Linked DNA regions of Sus scrofa: region 1 is linked to region 2. The links are chromatin contacts, called in public Hi-C maps. All regions are on one chromosome and are shown on one strand. Each heading gives the region's core, a stretch centred on a gene start, on an enhancer-like site or on the middle of the called end of the contact. The rest is flanking DNA. Distances are from core to core; before and after follow the strand shown. Region 1 overlaps LOC110257380 (a long non-coding RNA gene). Region 2 overlaps SLX4IP (protein SLX4IP).

What was found. A called contact is a pair of places that touch in the nucleus more often than the background predicts.
Region 1: a Hi-C map of retroperitoneal adipose tissue shows a contact between it and region 2, with 1.5 times the contacts expected there. The contact joins two enhancer-like sites. A contact is called at or near these places in 2 of 47 Hi-C or Micro-C datasets (embryonic fibroblasts and retroperitoneal adipose tissue).

Annotation. Positions count from the first base shown.
Region 1 is chr17:20,309,669-20,314,794 of Sscrofa11.1, reverse strand. All of the region lies in intron 2 of LOC110257380 (a long non-coding RNA gene), which reads left to right. Among named protein-coding and RNA genes, the nearest start is that of TRNAC-ACA, 150 kb to the right of the region's middle. Within about 2 kb of position 2,019, at least 5 of the 83 cell types and tissues checked have an H3K27ac peak or open chromatin away from gene starts, as enhancers often do. A contact at or near this core is called in retroperitoneal adipose tissue, where this site is marked.
Region 2 is chr17:19,407,934-19,412,905 of Sscrofa11.1, reverse strand. The region is part of intron 2 of SLX4IP (protein SLX4IP); the gene reads right to left. Among named protein-coding and RNA genes, the nearest start is that of SLX4IP, 47 kb to the right of the region's middle. Within about 2 kb of position 2,900, at least 13 of the 83 cell types and tissues checked have an H3K27ac peak or open chromatin away from gene starts, as enhancers often do. A contact at or near this core is called in retroperitoneal adipose tissue, where this site is marked.

The DNA.
Region 1 (5,126 bases), core at 770-3,269, 900 kb before region 2:
ATTGCCTTGAGCTGTGGTGTAGGTTGCAGATGTGGCTTAGATCTGGCTTTACTGTGGCTGTGGTGTAGGCCGGCTACTATAGATAGCTCCAATTCGACCCTGAGCCTGGGAGCTTTCATATGCTGCTGGTGTGGCCCTAAAAGGACAAAAAAAAAAAAAAAAAAAGAATATGGCCTCAGAAAGGATCCTTACTGTTTCCCTATTTCAATCCTGTCTCTAAGCCCCTGTCCAGCCCTGGAGTTCTTGAGGTCTGAAGAACAGGCCCACTCATATCCTAAAGGGGCCATGGTACCCATGACTCTGTAAGAATTTTAACAGCCATTTGATTATTCTATAAAGCAACAAAAAATAACTTTAGAAAAACTCTGTAGTTTCCTTGTAAGGAAAGACTTGATTCTTGTCTAATGACTTATATTAAATGAAGAGCTCACATATTCCACTTAGTAGAGACTAGGCAGTCTTTACGTTTGCTTTAAATGACCTCCCCAAGGGCACTCTCCTCAAGTGTTAATTGGATACTGTAAAATGTGGCTATTCCTACTAGCATAGCTATTCTTACTTAAAATTGGCAAGTGAAACAGCAGAGGAGCTGCACAGAATCATATAACCAGTGAGATCACCCCAGAGGTAATGGTTGGCAGACTCCAGATTTCTCCAGGAGGCTGATTGAAAAATATGCTACATACTACTGTATCTATACTATATACATATACCATACTATACTAATATACTACTAGAGGGTTCACCTCCACCAGACCCCGCAGTGTTCTCTTGAGCTCCTAAGTCATTAGTCTTGAATCCAAGACTTCCTGCTTTCTCGAGAACCAAGCAATGGGTGCTTTTAGCCAGCAGTACCACCAGATGATGTGCTGTGGCCTCTTTAATGTAAGCTACTCAGTTTATCCTAAATGGATGGGCATGTTTTCTGCATTTGCAACTTGGATTCCAAGGCTGGGAATGGTCATGCTGAGGAAGCCTGAGTACAAAAGAAAAGGATAAAAGGGCAAAGGACCAAAACCAACAGGGAAAGGCAATTACAAGGTGTATTAATGTACACTAAGCAAAGGGAGGGATTCATTACACTTTCAGGGGTTTTGGGTTTTCTTTGGGGAATTTTTTTTTTTTTTTTTGCATGAAAGGTAGGGAGAAAGAACTGATATTTGTCAGTCTGAATTGGATAAGCGCAGTTGCAAAGAATAAAGGGAGCTTTTAGAAAGTGGGCAGCTGCAGCAAAGCCTGAAGCCATGGTACTTGATACTACAGTATACTCTCTTAGTGATTCTGGGCAGCTTTTGAGAACAACAGAGGCCAGGCATTCAGGGTGGAAAACAATGGCAAATGTCAAGAAGGAAAGAAAGAATCTACAGCTTAAAAGACTGTTGATTGACAAGTAAGACAGATCAAAGAGAGAAATTCATATCAGGTATTTACAATTGTAATGCTAATAGAGATCAATAATTATAAAAGGAAACTATAGCAGAAAAAGCCAATAGCTTTCAGTCTTAAATAAAAACAAACAAAAAAGAAATTGGTCAAAGACTGAAACATTCATTTCATGCATTCTGATTTTTTTTTCACTGTTTATTTTTTACTCAACTAATCAATGAATAGCAAGTTTCCTAAGTGTGTTTGAATTTCTTTGCCTTAGAAATGATCCAGTGGAAATATTTGTGGAGAAGCACAAGGTGGGGCTCATGTATAATCCACTACAAATCAAGCCTCAGAGACCATATCGAAGCGTGAGCTTTTGTGATTCACAGGAAATGTTTTGGGAGAAGCAAGATTCTGCAAATATACCACCTGGGCCTACTGGGCTTGTTTTCACTTCCATTGCACTTCCACTTGTGCCCCACACAGGTGTGGATGTACAAAGCTTCCTTGTGGCAGATTGGGAGGTCAGGCTTGAAGAAAAAACCCTGTTTTTGGAAACTTGCTCAGGCTTGCTTGAGACCAGGGTGGTTTAGAAGCCCAGGGAGAAATGTTGAAATCAGTCATTGCAAAATCACTTTTGCAATAAGTAATGAATAAAAACTGAAGGAAAATCTCTTCCCCCACCCCGCAAAGTAAAAATCTACCTTGGGACTTGTCTAAACAGCTCTTCAAAATAGAACTTTAAAGACAACATTAACCAAAGTGCTTCCCAGAGCCAAGGCCTGGACCTTTGGCCATTTTTTTTTTTCATTTTTTAAAGTTTTATTGCCGTATAGTTGATTTACAATGTTGTGATAAATTTTGCTGTACAGCAAAGTGATTCAGTTATACCTATATACACATCCATTCTCATTCAGCTTGTTTTCCCACAAACATTATCATAGAATATTGAGTAGAGTTCCCTGTGCTATACAGCAGGTCCCTGTCAGCCAATCATCCCATATACTTCAGTGTGCATATGCCAATCCCAAATCTCCAGTCCATCGCTCCAGTCTGTCTCCTTTGGTAACCATTGGCCATTATTGACTTATTCATTCAGTAAATATCTGCAAGGACATGACAGATGGTACGCAGAGCCCAGGGTAGCGCTGAGAAGAGAAGGATGGTGACTCTTTTCGTATGGCTCGGAGACACCAACTTAGATGTCAACTCCTCAGAGTCACTGTCTTACACTTTATCTCACCTGGCTCCACCTAAGTTATTCTTTACCTACACTTTGACCCTTCCATCGCATCCCTTGGTACACCTAAATTCTGCTATTTTTAAAAATGGTGCCCTGTCTCCACCTACTATAATATCACTGTGAAGGTCCATCTGAATTATTCAGTGTTGTTTGCCCAGCATGTAGAATGGTGCCCATGTAAGATACGATCTAAAAATGTCTTTACTAAGGAAATGAAGGAGGAAGGTACAAACCATCCAACAACCTTCCTGTTCAGATGCAATGTTATATATAAAGAGAGAACCGCAGGGAGTAAGTGAAATATCCTTAAGGAAAATCAATTTTTATGGAACTTAAACTTTAAAAAGCTCACTTCTGAAGAAGACTTCTGAGAAGACTTTCCCCCAGCTCTTAATGTACCTCCACTGGTTTGTGGATTCAGGTCAGTGTGAAAATTTCAAAATATTGTGGAAGCAATAACAAACTCTTATTTCAAAGTGACATTCTGGCCATAATATATTCTGATCAATAGGAAATGATAGAGTCAAAAATTATGTAAAATGCATATGGAAATCGAAAGCGTGGAGTTTCCTCATGGGTCAGCAAGTTAAGGATCTGGCATTGTCCCTACTGTGACAAGGGTTTGATCACTGGCCTGGGAAGTTCTGCATGTCATGGGCACAGCCAAGAAAAAGAAAAATGAAACTGTATCAAAGGAGACATTTGAAATGAGTAACAAAAAATTGTCAGATTATTTAACAAAAAGTTCTGGGAAAACTGCTTTGTCTTTCTGAAAGTTGGATCTCTTTCTTTCTCTTTATCCCAGAATAAATTGCACATTCAATTACTTTTTAATGTAATTAAAAATAAAGTTCTAGAAGAGAACATTGGTAATGTGTTATATAATTTGTAGTGGAAAATTTATATGATTTTCTAATCAATATTTCAATATCTAAAGAACAGGCTCAAAGAACGATAATAAGCAGGGGAAATATTTGTATTGTATATTATAGGAGATAATGTTTTCAGTATGTAAGGAGGTTTATTAATCAGTAAGAAAAATACCAAATAAATAGAGAAGGTAAAACAAGGGCACAAGCAGGAAAAACAAACAAAACAAAAAAAAACCACAAGCGTTTACAAGAAGTAGAATGACGTTAAATTTTATACATAATTGAAAGATGCAAAATAAATTAATAATGAGATATGATTTCTTACCTTTTTTTGGCCAAAACAATGGCGTATGGAAGTTTCCAGGCAGGAGTTCCCTTCACAGCTCATCAGTTAATGAACCTGACTAGGATCCATGAGGATGCAGGTTTGATCCCTGGCCTCACTCAGTGGGTTAAGGATCTGGTGTTGCCATGAGCTGTGGTGTAGGTCGCAAATGCGGCTCTGATCCTGCATTGCTGTGGCTGTGGTGTAGGCCAAGTTTCCAGGCCAGGGATCAAACCTATGCCACTGCAGTGACCTGAGCCTCAGCAATGACGATGCTGGGTCCTTAACCCAGTGAACCACCAGGAAACTCTAAGATTTCATATATTAAAAGTGGCCAAAAAACTGTTAAGGTTTTCATTATATGGTGTTGGTGAGGCAGTGGGAAAAATACACGTTCAAACATTAAGTGTAAAAACTGTTACGATCTCTTTGAAGAGTAACTTAGCAATACCTATGAAAACTAGAACATGTGTCCTTAGTGCCACCAAAGTGCTCTGATTTTTTCTTTAGGTACACTTCCTTATATACAAGAGCATGATAATGGTGAGAGAAAAAAAAAAGGAGGGAGGAGGAGCAGGAGAAGAAGGAAGGGGAGGAGCTGCTAAATGTTCATTTTAGAGACAGTTTATCAGTATAGCAAAATAGTGTTCAATAGTCAAAGAACAGAAATAGATTTGGGTACGGTGATATAGACAGATCTCCAAAATAACAGAAAAAGGTAAAATAGGAATAGCATAGAAAATCTTATTAAAAAGTTAAAAAAAAAAAAAGAATGGAATATGGCCTCAGGGGAGGTCCCACCCTGGGTCAGTCAAAATGAATCTAACTAGCATCCATGAAGACGCATGTTCAATCCCTGGCCTTGCTCAGTGGGCTAAGGATCCAGCATTGCCTTGCATTGCCTTGAGCTGTGGTGTAGGTCGCAGATATGGCTTAGATCTGGCTTTACTGTGGCTGTGGTGTGGGCCAGCTACTATAGATAGCTCCAATTTGACCCTGAGCCTGGGAGCTTTCATACGCTGCTGGTGTGACCCTAAAAAGACAAAAAAATAAAAGGCGGGGGGGATATCCATCTCTTCTGGAAGAATGTATAAGAAAGTATGGTGGTTATTCAAGAATTATCATCCAGCTGCAAACCCATCCTTCCACACTCTGATGGTGGAGCTGGGACTGTGAAACACCCAGGTCCTTTGCCATATGACTCCCTGTTAAGTTCTGCTGATAGATCACTGATCATGGTTATCTTTGGGAAACACAACTGGGGCCTGGCGTGGAGGGAATTGCTTGCTTCAAAAGAGGACATATCAGTGAAAGT
Region 2 (4,972 bases), core at 1,651-4,150:
ACCCCCAAGATCCCTGCAGAGAGAGGCTGATGCATGTAAATTTTACCAAAGATACCCTTCTCTGGATAATTTTAACTTTTCCTAAAAATAAACATCCCACTCACCAACCTAGTGAGGGGGCAGTGGCTCAAGAATGCACTGTCATTGCAGATGGAGGATCAGTCATTGTGGGAAGTGAAACAGACTCAAGCAGCATCGGAACTGATGCAGCGACATCTGATTCCATCAAGCCATCTTTGAAACAGTAAGCATTTCATCAGCTGCTGGGAGACTGCACAGAGGCTAGCAGCACCACTTGATGACAATCAGAAATCCTGAAGCCACAGTGCAGCTTCTGTAGTTTTGCCCTGGGGTGGGGTAATGCAACAGAATGCTGAGTCAGAAGCAAATTTGCAGACTCATGGCTGCCTAGGGGCTTGTGGAAAGGCACTCAGTGTTTCAGAACTCAAGATGTAATGCCAGATTCAGACAGCTGAAGATCCTGACTTGGAATGTCAACTACAGAGAAGATACTCAGGTTCCTCAGAAAACTAATATAGAACTACCATGCAGTCCCACTCCTGGGCATATATCTAGACAAAATTACAAGTCAAAAAGATACATGCACCCCTATGTTCACAGCAGCACTATTCACAATAGCCAAGACGTGGAAACAACCTAAATGTCTATCAATGGATGAATGGATTAAGAAGATGTGGTGTGTATATACACAATGGAACACTACTCAGTCATAAAAAAGAATGAAATAATGCCATTTGTGGCAACATGGATGCAACTAGAGATTCTCACATTAAGTGAAGACAGAAAGAGAAAGACAAATACCACATGATATCACTTACATGCAAAATCTAAAATATGGCACAAATGAACCTATCTAAGGAACAGAAACAGATTCACAGACATGGAGAACAGACTTGTGGTTGCCAAGGAGGAGGGAGAGAGAGTGGGATAGACTGGGAGAGTTTAGGGTAGTAGATGCAAACTATTACATTTAGAATGGATATGCAGGAGTTCCCGTCGTGGCGCAGTGGTTAACGAATCCGACTAGGAACCATGAGGTTGCGGGTTCGGTCCCTGCCCTTGCTCAGTGGGTTAACGATCTGGCGTTGCCGTGAGCTGTGGTGTAGGTTGCAGATGCGGCTCGGATCCCAAGTTGCTGTGGCTCTGGCATAGGCTGGTGGCTACAGCTCCAATTCAACCCCTAGCCTGGGAACCTCCATATGCCTCGGGAACGGCCCAAGAAATAGCAACAACAACAACAACAACAACAATAAATTAAAAAAAAAAAAAAGAATGGATATGCAATGAAGTCCTACTGTATAGCACAGGGAACTATATCCAAGCTCCTGGGATAGACCATGATGGAAGATAATATAAGAAAGTGAATGTATATATATGTATGACTGTGTCACTTGGCTGTATAGCAGATTGGCACAACACTGTAAATCAACTATACTTTAATAAAAATTAAATACTATCAAAAAAAATAAAAAGAAATTTTATTAGAATGACATCCTCATGGATATTTTTCTGGATTGTGGCAATATTTTGGTTTGTCAGGACATATACACACCAAACGTGTGAACCACCTTCAAATGCCTCCACACACACACACACCAACAATAATGCAAGCTGCACACTGTAAGTAATCAAGATATTTCATCTCCGGTAACCAAGAGAATCTTCTCAAGGGTCAGATTATTCCAGCTGCATCTTGGATGCCCCAGAGGCCTCTGTACACTTGAAGTACTCATTATGTTCTGTAAGAAGCCTGTCTATGGAACTGCCAAGGAGAAACTTTAATAAAGTTTCTCGACCTTAAAATACGACTCTATAACTCCTAGGGTAGTCTGTGCCTTTGATCCTGACAACTGCCATGCCCAAGGGTGGGCAGGGGCAGAGACAGCCATGTACACATAAGTGTCTCTGCCTCTGCACCACAGTCATCAGGGCAAAGGTGAATGCCTCCCCAGATACATCTTCGGAAGTGTGCTTATTGGAGAAGAATGCACTTATAAATGCACTTGTGAAAGATGTCACTTGGCAGGTGAGGAACCGCTGTGATCTACAACACTTGGGGGAGAGCAGTGAGAGAGCCAGCAGAGGGAGGTAACAAAGAAAATGCAGAGAGAAGGGTCCACTTCTCAAAGAGAGGCCCATGGAGCTGCCACGGGAGGCCCAATGCTGTCCCCAGACCTTCCCGAAGCTCAAGCACAAAGCCGGATGCCGGTTCTCTGGGGCACTCCGCTCCCCTATCATAAAGCATCCTTTTCAGTTCCAGTACTTGACACAGGCACATTGTTTCTTGCTCCAAAGAGCCCTGATTAGCAGCAGCCCGATACAGTCCTTACTCTCTAAATAAGGCACTAGGTTCTCTTGAGTAATCTTCCAGATCCTCACCCCATAAGGATTCTCAGTTGTCTATGAAGGAGCAGGACGACCTCAGTGCTTTTCCATGTGCCTTGTGTTGTCTCCCTCCAGACCCCAGTTCAATTCTGTGCGGGACCTAATACATCAAACTCGGGGCAGGCATCTGGCACAGGCCCCCAGGGAAGGCAGCGCTCCCAGGGGACACTGTTGGAAACCGGAGCACCATGCTCTCGGGGGCCCCTGGCTCGGCCTAGGTACCCCACTCCCCAAAAAGGAGCAGCTTTACATGAGCCGCTCCACATGCTGGCCCAAAGAAGGAGGGACAAGAGGATGAGGACAAACGATCAAGTCACGACAAGGAAGCACACACACGCAAGACAGGCCACCAAGCAATGGCCACAGCCTGAACCCAAGGCTCCCTCCGTGAAGGCACATGCTTCCCGTCCTGGATGGAGGCCCCGGGAGGGAGGCGGAGGTAAGTTATGGTTGACAGCTCAGCGGTCAGACAGTGACACCCCAGAGAACACCCATGCCTCTGAATCAGCAGGCCGCAAAGACAAATAAACTGCTTTTCACTTTGCGATCTGGCTTATACATAGTGGTTAAGGGGGAAAGAAAGAGGAAGTGACCGAGGCAGTGGGCTGAGGTGTAGAGGCTCCAGTCCCCACCACCCAGGCCTGCTTGGCCCAGGACCCGGAGACCCTGTGGGCCTTCCTTTTCGGGTTAACCATGATCCTTATTTGACTACAAATGGGAAAAAAAAGGGGAGAGAGAGACAGACAGACAGACAGACTGACAGACAGACAGACTGACAGACAGACAGAAGGGAGGAGGAGAAAGCAAGGGAAGAAAGAAAAGGAAAAAGAAAAAAACTCCATATAGAGATGTTTAAGGATACATATCTAAAACGAAGAAAGAAAGGGGCATCTAGAGAGAGAACAGCTTTTAAAAGCAAACTCCAGAGTTATTGCCTGGGACTTATTCAGTGACATTAATAACATTAAGGCTCTGACCATATTTGCATAACTATATTATATGACCTTTCAACATCACTTGAGACAGAAGAATGTCTTCTTCAGAATCATGAGCTTCTGTAAGAAGCACCTTCGGACATTGCTTACATAAGTCTTCATTTACTTGACAAGGTACAATGTTGTTAAGGGCAACAGATCATTCGCAAAAATTCTTTAAAAGAATGAATAGGAATTCTGGTAGCTTTAAAAAATTGCAAAATAAGCTGCTTCATGAAACACCCTGGAAGAAAAAAGTTAATCACAATAATTAATATCTGTTGTCATGATGATTATTACTGACATAATGTCTAATGTTTATTAAAATGGTTACCTTTGCTAAGCGCCTAATATGCACCATTTCGTTTAACTCTCATAATAACACTATGGTAAAAATAGTACAATTAGGAGTTCCCACTGTGGCGCAATGGGTTAAGGACCTGGTGTTGTCTCTGTAGCAGCATGGGTCACTGCTAAGGCACAGGTTTGATCTCTGCCCTGACACAGTGAGTTAAGGATCCCACATTGCTGCAGCCATGGCATAGGTCACAGCTGTGACTCAGATTCAATCCCTGGCCCGGAAACTTCCATATGCCAAAAGTGCAGAAAAAAATAAAAATGAAAAAAAATAATAAATTAAAAAAACATAGTGCAATTAGTGCAGGAGATGCTAATGCTGCTGGTCCAGGGAACACAGTTGGAGAAGCAGTGCCTTAGAGAATAATGGAGTCTGTCTTTTCTCTTCCTCCCCTTTGTCTCTGAGCTTCATTCCGGGCCCGGTTAGGATGGCAGCAGAAGCACATGTTCCAGCCTTACACACTAGCGCTGATGCAGAGGCCAGGATCCACGGCCGGCTCAAACTGCCAGACTGAATGCTGGCCACCCCACATGGCTTTTTCTTTCTTCCAGACAAAAGATACCAAAATGCCAAATAAGTAAACTGTTCACAGATCAAAATGGATTTTCAAAATACTTATTTTTAAGCATGCTTTCTAAATAACAACAATGTTCTAGGAATAATTTATAATTATAGAAATTTATAATTTTTTCTGGTTTCAGAAAAATATCTGTGCACTGGCAAAACATGATTAAATACTTAATCATCTTTATATCAGAATTAAGCAAGATGAAGTACAATTAATGTCTTCAACTACTATTGACTTTGAAAAGGCCCATATCAGGTAACAAAGTGAAAGAAGAAAAATGCTAATGACACTTTCTAAGTGATGACTCTATGGACAATTATCCCAGAAGGGAGTTTTTATTAGCACGATTTAATTAACCCATGTTAACAGGTAGGTACAAAAAGCTCAGAAAGACTTAAAAAAAAAAGCTCATCACCTCCCAAAGTGCAGGTCAATGTTAAGCCCTTGATTCAAACCCAGGCCTTTCTGCCTCCAAAGCCCAAATTCTTTGCACTATACCACACATCAAAACTCCCTCTAATAAAAATTTATGGAATTATAAAAACATAGTGCTAGACAGGTCCTGAGAGACTTGCTAATTCAACACCTCATTTGATAGAAAACATTTAAGAGATAAGAATAGACACGGTGGGGTTCCCTTGGTGGCTCAGCCGTAATGAACCCGAC